Regions from separate parts of the Columba livia genome. Here region 1 is linked to region 2. A link is a contact called in public Hi-C data. All regions are on one chromosome and are shown on one strand. Each heading gives the region's core, a stretch centred on a gene start, on an enhancer-like site or on the middle of the called end of the contact. The rest is flanking DNA. Distances are from core to core; before and after follow the strand shown. Region 1 has its middle 97 kb from the start of SORL1. Region 2 has its middle 110 kb from the start of UBASH3B.

Region 1 (3,580 bases), core at 491-2,990, 130 kb before region 2:
GTTGCAAAAAGCTGAGAAAAATATTAACAGCAAAGAGACAGATGGTGCAACAACAAACCCCCCTCTCTGTTCTTACTTATTTCCACTGCTTTTACTTATCAAGACAGCTTCCCCAAAAGCATATCACATTTGAACTCCACATGTTAGTTCCCTGCCTGCTAGATGGTCCAAAGAAAGGACTAAAAACCTTCTAGAGATGATGGCACTAATCTGATGACCTGACAAAGCTCAAACCAAGAACCAGTTACTAGGAAATAAAGACAAACCGTGGCTGCCATCCAAAAGACTCATAAATCTAAACATCTCCTGCTTGGACTCTTGTTGCAGCTTTAATATTTCTCCTACGTTGTGAAGATTGTTCATTATTTCTTTCACCTCTCTGCCTCTTTCAGGATGTCAGCTCCATCTGCCACCACGTATCAGAGCGAATCTTGGCAAGCACAGTTCAGGTGTTCACTTTTACCCTCCTTCTAAATTCTTACACTTGACATCAGGCTTAAGAATAGTTTTTACTATTTTTTTCAATCAACATTCTGCAATCTCCTCACCTCTTGACTTTCTTTTTGTCTGCCTCTCAATTCCCAATCACTCTCTTCTCGTCCTTCATGTCATTCTTACCTTGGAATTACTGAAAGCGATACGGAAGATAATACATCATTTTGCTTAGTAATGTTTTTGCTGAACATCTCAGCCGCCACTTTAGTTTGCACATTAGCAACCAGAGAATAAACTCTGATTGTTTTGACACTTCACCATTTGGAACCCTTACCACAGGTAGGACTGGAGGCTTCAGCATTCAACTCTGCCTCTAGGAGCGAAGAATTTCGCTCTTTATTGACTTGTACTTGGCTTCTCCTGTACAAATGTTTTCTGAACTTCTTTCATCTTTACCTTACTGCTGTTAAGCATGTCATTTCCCAACAACAGCCTTTACATCCACACGCAGCCCAATTTCCTGCCAATATAATATTTTCATTTATGTCGACTGGATTACACGTTGCTCCTACCTTGCCCCCAAGTTGCTGCTCATTTTCTGAGTCAGATAAAGTTATCGCACAGTAGACCGGACAGATTTTATTCAGCAATTGCATTCTTTTATGGAATTCCTTTATATTTTCACATTATTCACCATAGTAGGCTGTAATTCTCCTACAGTATAAAGCATTCATCAAGACAAAATAGAAACATGTGAGCTGGCACTAACAGATATGGTCAGCCCTTCCTCAGTCTCTTCCCAAGAATTACTAGAACCGACATATTGCACAGAAGAGAAATCTGCCATTTGTGGGATGACCAACCTGTCAGTAGGTGCAGCTTTCTCTTTTGTTAGATTAATTAGCAGCCATCTCCTTCCTTAAACACAAGACTATAATCCTTCCAAGGCTCCCAGCCTTATTTATTACTGTAATTGGCTACTCCTCGTGTATTGTTGTCAGTAGATGGCACTGTGACACACACTCTTCCAGGTTCTTTTTTGTTACCCCGCGAGCAAAGGTTTAGTTTTACAAAATTTTTGCGTTATAATTGGTTTTGTTTATGCGCTGTTCTGCAGCCCTTCGGGAGCAAACTGTGGAAGCAGCAAGATAATTTGCTCCCTGCATTTGCCCTGCTCTCTGATTGAGGTCAGTTCTTGAGCCAGAATCAGTCTCTGGGTACCAGTCACTGAGGCTGGGTTGAGATTCCTATAAGAAGGGATTATCCTGCATATTATTTGACCACTCTTGCTCCAAGACTGGTACACCAGTCTAAATAGGGCAATTAAACTGGAAACGTACCAATATTCCCTTCCAGCAGAAAAGCAATCTGTGATGCCCAAGTTATCTTTTTGCCCTGGGACAACAGATAGACATTGCTATATTTAGAAGAGGACTCTGTTCTCCAAATGCAAACAGATATAAATTTGTCTAGTCCTTTGGTTTCTGAAGCTGAATGCTTAATGTTGGCAACCCCGACTGCAAATTCAGAAACCCACGAGTTCAAGCGCTATCAGTGGCAAACATGGTGCCCTGAAAAACAACTCAAAATCTGATCAGTTTTTAGAGATGTAGACTATGGCTACTCTAAGACATCAGAAACCTGTGGAATGTCAAGACAAAAACAGAATAAAATTCAGGGCCAAAATATGAACTGAAATGCCTTCAAATTGGCTTGATGGCTGTCACCTTCAGTGTCAGATGCCTTAACTTATTTGCCTTCTGTTGTGAGGGAGAGAATAACAAATAGCATTATCTTTTACCCATATTTAAGCTAGGACGCTTGATATAGTGATACCTAGAAATCTCAGTGAAGGTAGAGAGTCCTGTTGAGCTAAGCGCTTTTCAAATGAGATAGTAAATGGATTTAGATGAAAATGTCATCAACCGATTTCATAAAAAAAAACAAAACCTTCTCTTTTTAAGAAAAAAGATGAGAAAGATGGTTGAACATTTATCAACGGATTTTCACAAAAGCACGTTTAAAATTTCCTTGTATTTCCCCCCCCCTCAGTTTTAAGTAGAAAAATCACCTCTACCTTTAAAAATTTGGTAATCATTTCACAATGAACAGCATTTGATGAATGAAAAGACAGCAACAAATAAGAAGAGAAATATAAAGAGTATATCAAAGAAGTAGTGTTAGCATAAACATCTTTTCTACATACAAACATACGCCTAGAGATTCATACACACATATGCACACCATGCATTTAAGTGTATAAAATATCTTTATGACCTCACAGTATGAAATGCCCTTTGCAAGTAACCTCAACGGTTGATTAGCAAGTGTCAAATTAACAAAGAGTGATCAGTAAATATAAATATATATCCTATAAAGTATAGAAAACCTTTATGAAAAGGTGTCACTAATAACTCCCTACAGCAGCAAGGCTGCTGTTCTACTCCTACATGACTTTTAGAATCAAAGAATGCCAGAGAGAGAACAATAGTTCAATAGACTTTCATATCTGACCACAAAGAATAAAACATACTCTTCAAACTGTGACTGGCTGGTCGTAACACCCATGAGACAAGGACAACTTTGAACAAGTTGCGAGTTACTTACAGGGAGGATTTTTGCCATCAGAAACCTAGCAGAGAATTATTTTCGTTTAGCATGCGTACAGCTAAAGCATTGGCTTCCATTCAACTAATAGAAATGTTAGTGCTTAGAGCTTGCATGCCTTGCATTCTTGCAGTAATACAATTCTGTATTAAAATCTATTCCAGTTGCTTGATTGTTAAAATGTGTTGCATTCATACCAAGTTTATTGGATCAAAGAAAGAATAAATTATTTTTTTTTTTAAATAGAATCAATTTTTAAACAGAAAGAAGGAGAATGAGAGTGAGCAGGCCATTGGCCCTATCTGATATGTGAAGCTGTCTTCATAAAAGTTGCGTGTATACAAATTGTGACAGTTTTATTTCAGAAGGTGACGACGTTTTAAGAATTTGTTGCAACTTGTGGACAAAGTCGTGGTTGATTTGCTCTCCAACATTCCTGGGATTTTGTAATATGTCAATACATCATGTTAATGCAAGTTTTTAAAGAAGGAGAAGAGAAAGCAAAAGCTCCCTTCCTTTTTAAGTATGAGTAATCTAT
Region 2 (3,428 bases), core at 364-2,863:
TTCATTACTGTACAGGGAGTTACAAAGACAGAAAAGAATTGATCGACCATTTATTGAAAATTAATTCTTTTCCCAATTCACAACTGGGCTGTAATTTCACATGAGGCAGAAAAATAAGCTGAGCCAGGTAATTTTTCTAATTCATTAATTCCAGGACTTGAGCAAGTGTCCTTTATGAAGAGGTATGCTTTATGGATGCATATAACACACTTCTGCGTGGCCATAATTTGTCATACATCTGTTGCAGCGTTATCTGCACTTAGAACAGTCACACTGAGGGATGCCCACCCTATGGGGAATTGCAGTATATAAAGAATACTGGTACCCACGCTCCCCATGCAGAAACATCCCTGGCATCTCCCAGCCCACCGTACTGACTCCTGCAGGCAGCGATTAGTCTGGGATCAGCCTGTAAACTCAGTTCTCTCACACTGAGACAGTCTCCAAGGACACATCGTGGTACCCAACACCATCATAGCACTGGCTATAAGGATGCACCTCCGCACTTGAATAACAGCCTTCTTTCTGACAGGAAACCTTCTACAGTAAATAACAATTAAATAAACAAAAATGGAAAGAAAGAGCTATCAAGTACTCCTATAAAGATGCTGAAGGGAGTGGAGCATCTCCCGTGTGAGGAAAGGCTGAGGGAGCTGGGGCTCTGGAGCTGGACAAGAGGAGACTGAGGGGGGACTCATTCCTGGGGATCAAGATGGAAAGGGGGAGTGTCAGGAGGATGGAGCCAGGCTCTTGTGGGTGACAACCAGTGACAGGACAAGGGGCAATGCGTGCAAACTGGAACACAGGAGGTTCCAGTGAAAGAGGAGAAGCAACTTGTTGGGGGTGAGGGTGGCAGAGCCTGGCCCAGGCTGCCCAGGGGGGTTGTGGAGTCTCCTTCTGTGCAGACATTCCAACCCGCCTGGACACCTTCCTGTGTAACCTCATCTGGGTGTTCCTGCTCCATGGGGGGATTGCACTGCATGAGCTTTCCAGGGCCCTTTCAACCCCTCACATTTTGGGATTCTGTGACTTCGCTACAGAAAATCTGGTTTTGCAGGAGTTCCAGCAGGGCCCCTCCATTTTGCCCTGATTTGCCTTATTCGGGCTTCGTTTTCCAAAGCCCTTTGTTTTCCAGGCTGGGTTAGATCAAGGCCTCCCCGTTTCCCATCACATCCACGTCTCCGTGCCCCTGCTGCTGCTATCGGAGCTGGGGCACAGCCACCCCGAGCGCCTCATCTCAAGGAAACATTTGCATTTTCATTGGCACAGGTACAGCTTTCAGAATTCTTTCAGGCCAGGCCAATTAAAACAAGCTGAAAACTGCTGAGTGAAGCAGTTTCAGCAAGGATCTGCTTACATTCCCCCTCTGAAAAAAGCAGGGGGCCCACTTTCTGTAACTCTCTCCCTCTCTGCACAGCGTGGGTTTTGCTTTTTTTCCCCTTTTTTCCTTTGCTTTTTAAGGTGGAATAACTTGTGCCCTTTACACGGCGGCTCTGAGAGATGGGTGGCACAACCTCGAAATGCAGCTTCATTCTAAAACCAGAGCCTGGTCTCTTAATACCAAATCAAGGCATGGGAGAAAAGGGGGAAAAAAGAACAAAACCCACCACCAACTCAAAACCTAGTAACTCTGCACAGATTAACACACTTTACCTCCTTCACAAGCCTTGCATGGTATTTTCTTGAAAAGGAATAGAGCCTCATAATTAGCAATCAGTTGAAGCCTAAGGCTTTTCTACCACCGCAGAGACTATTCAATGCCTACTGGCTCTACTAACGCACTCGTATTACTCTTGGGTTTCTTTTTGGACGGCCTCTTTCAAACCTCAGACGTGTTGTAAATGCGTACTGACAGGTTAAAAGATACCGTTTTGATACTCCTGAGAATGAAAGAAAACCAAATGCTGCTTCATTTTATACCGATAATCCTCAAGCGCTAGAGCAAGGAACGAGGTTCTAGGAGCAATGAACCATCTCAGAGAGTCCCCAGGTAGGACCAACACTTGTTCTGGAGGGTCAGGTTTCTTCTGGATCCATTTGAAGTTGATCTGGATTTGAAGGAACCACAGGACCCAGAGGAATCCAGATCAAAATGTCTTCCTACTCACTTCCACTTCAAATAATCTCACCTTGATAAATAAGCGCTGGGTTTATACAGCAACCTACGCAATGCAGTTCTCATCAATGCCTGTGCGATGCTACCAGGAGTAATATCATAATGCAACCTTGACACATAACCTGCTCACCTCATCATCACAGCATTACTAATATGTTAATAAGAGGAACATAGAAAGAAAACAGGTGACAGCTGGAGTAAACAGTGAAAGATTTGAGACAACGGAAACACCAGATTTCTTAGATCATCCCTCAGAGAAAACAATTCTATTTGCTTTCAGAGCCCTGTTCTAGGAACGAGCTGGCCCAAGGGACAGGAAACTAGGACATCATGACTATTCTGGATCAAAATCCTCTCCTTTTCAAAGGCTGCCGGGATGCTCTTTCCAGTGACCTCCAGCAGCTCAGCTTGTCACCTGCTGCACAGGTGACCACAAAGGCCATTTATTGATTTAATTAGGGCAGACAAAGAAAAGGCACGGTCAGTCCCTGAAGCACACGCAACACGCGGCGAGCATCCTGTGATCCCAGCTCTGCTTGTCTAGAGAACGGGGGACTATTGATCCTTAAAAGTGCGAGCAGATCCCCAACTTTAATAACAATAGATAACAGTATCTGACATTCACATGGTAACTTTTATGTTGGAGTGTCATGAAGTGCTTGAAAAGACACCCAGACGCACAAACCTCCTTCCTGGCCTGCTTTACAGCTCCACCTCCACAATGGCCTCTCTTCCCAAATAACCTGCAGGTTCAAACAACCCCCAAACCTTTTATCCAAAAAGTAGTAACATTTTTGATCTTTTAGAAAGATTTCTTACTCTCTTTCCCACACCAAGGAGCCTCATTTTGTTCTATTTTGACTCATAACCCCACAGGGGAGAGAAAGAAAAAAAGAAGGCAAAAAAAGCGCAACACAATAACAATCAAACAATATCCTCCGTATTAAAATATCCTCCGTGCAAAGAACGCCTCTCGAACTATAAGAATCAAATGTATATTAAAACATCCTTCATGCAAGGAACTCCTCTCCAGCTATAAGCAAGGACTGGACTGAACAGGTGATATCCAATGGAAATGCAGGTACCACAGAACACAACATAAAGAAAATCTTTGCGACAGAGTTCTCTTGGTGGGTCAACGTTACCGCCCACCTGGGACACTTGGCTTCCTAGTGCCATTTGCTCAGGGTATCACCTGTGTTGGGATTCCCCTTGTTGTGGCTTTTTTTCCTGTCTCACGGGGCAACATAAAAAGAAAACAAGAAGGAAAACCAAAAAAAGTGAGGGCAACACTCACTTGGTCACGTCCTGA

The links. Hi-C and Micro-C count contacts between places; a contact is called where the count stands out from the background.
Region 1: a Hi-C map of crop shows a contact between it and region 2, with 2.5 times the contacts expected there. The contact joins two enhancer-like sites. A contact is called at or near these places in 2 of 2 Hi-C or Micro-C datasets (crop and liver).

Annotation. Positions count from the first base shown.
Region 1 is chr24:5,230,756-5,234,335 of bColLiv1.pat.W.v2, reverse strand. No RefSeq gene overlaps it. Among named protein-coding and RNA genes, the nearest start is that of SORL1, 97 kb to the left of the region's middle. Within about 2 kb of position 1,740, at least 2 of the 3 cell types and tissues checked have an H3K27ac peak away from gene starts, as active enhancers do.
Region 2 is chr24:5,097,981-5,101,408 of bColLiv1.pat.W.v2, reverse strand. No RefSeq gene overlaps it. Among named protein-coding and RNA genes, the nearest start is that of UBASH3B, 110 kb to the right of the region's middle. Within about 2 kb of position 1,613, at least 2 of the 3 cell types and tissues checked have an H3K27ac peak away from gene starts, as active enhancers do.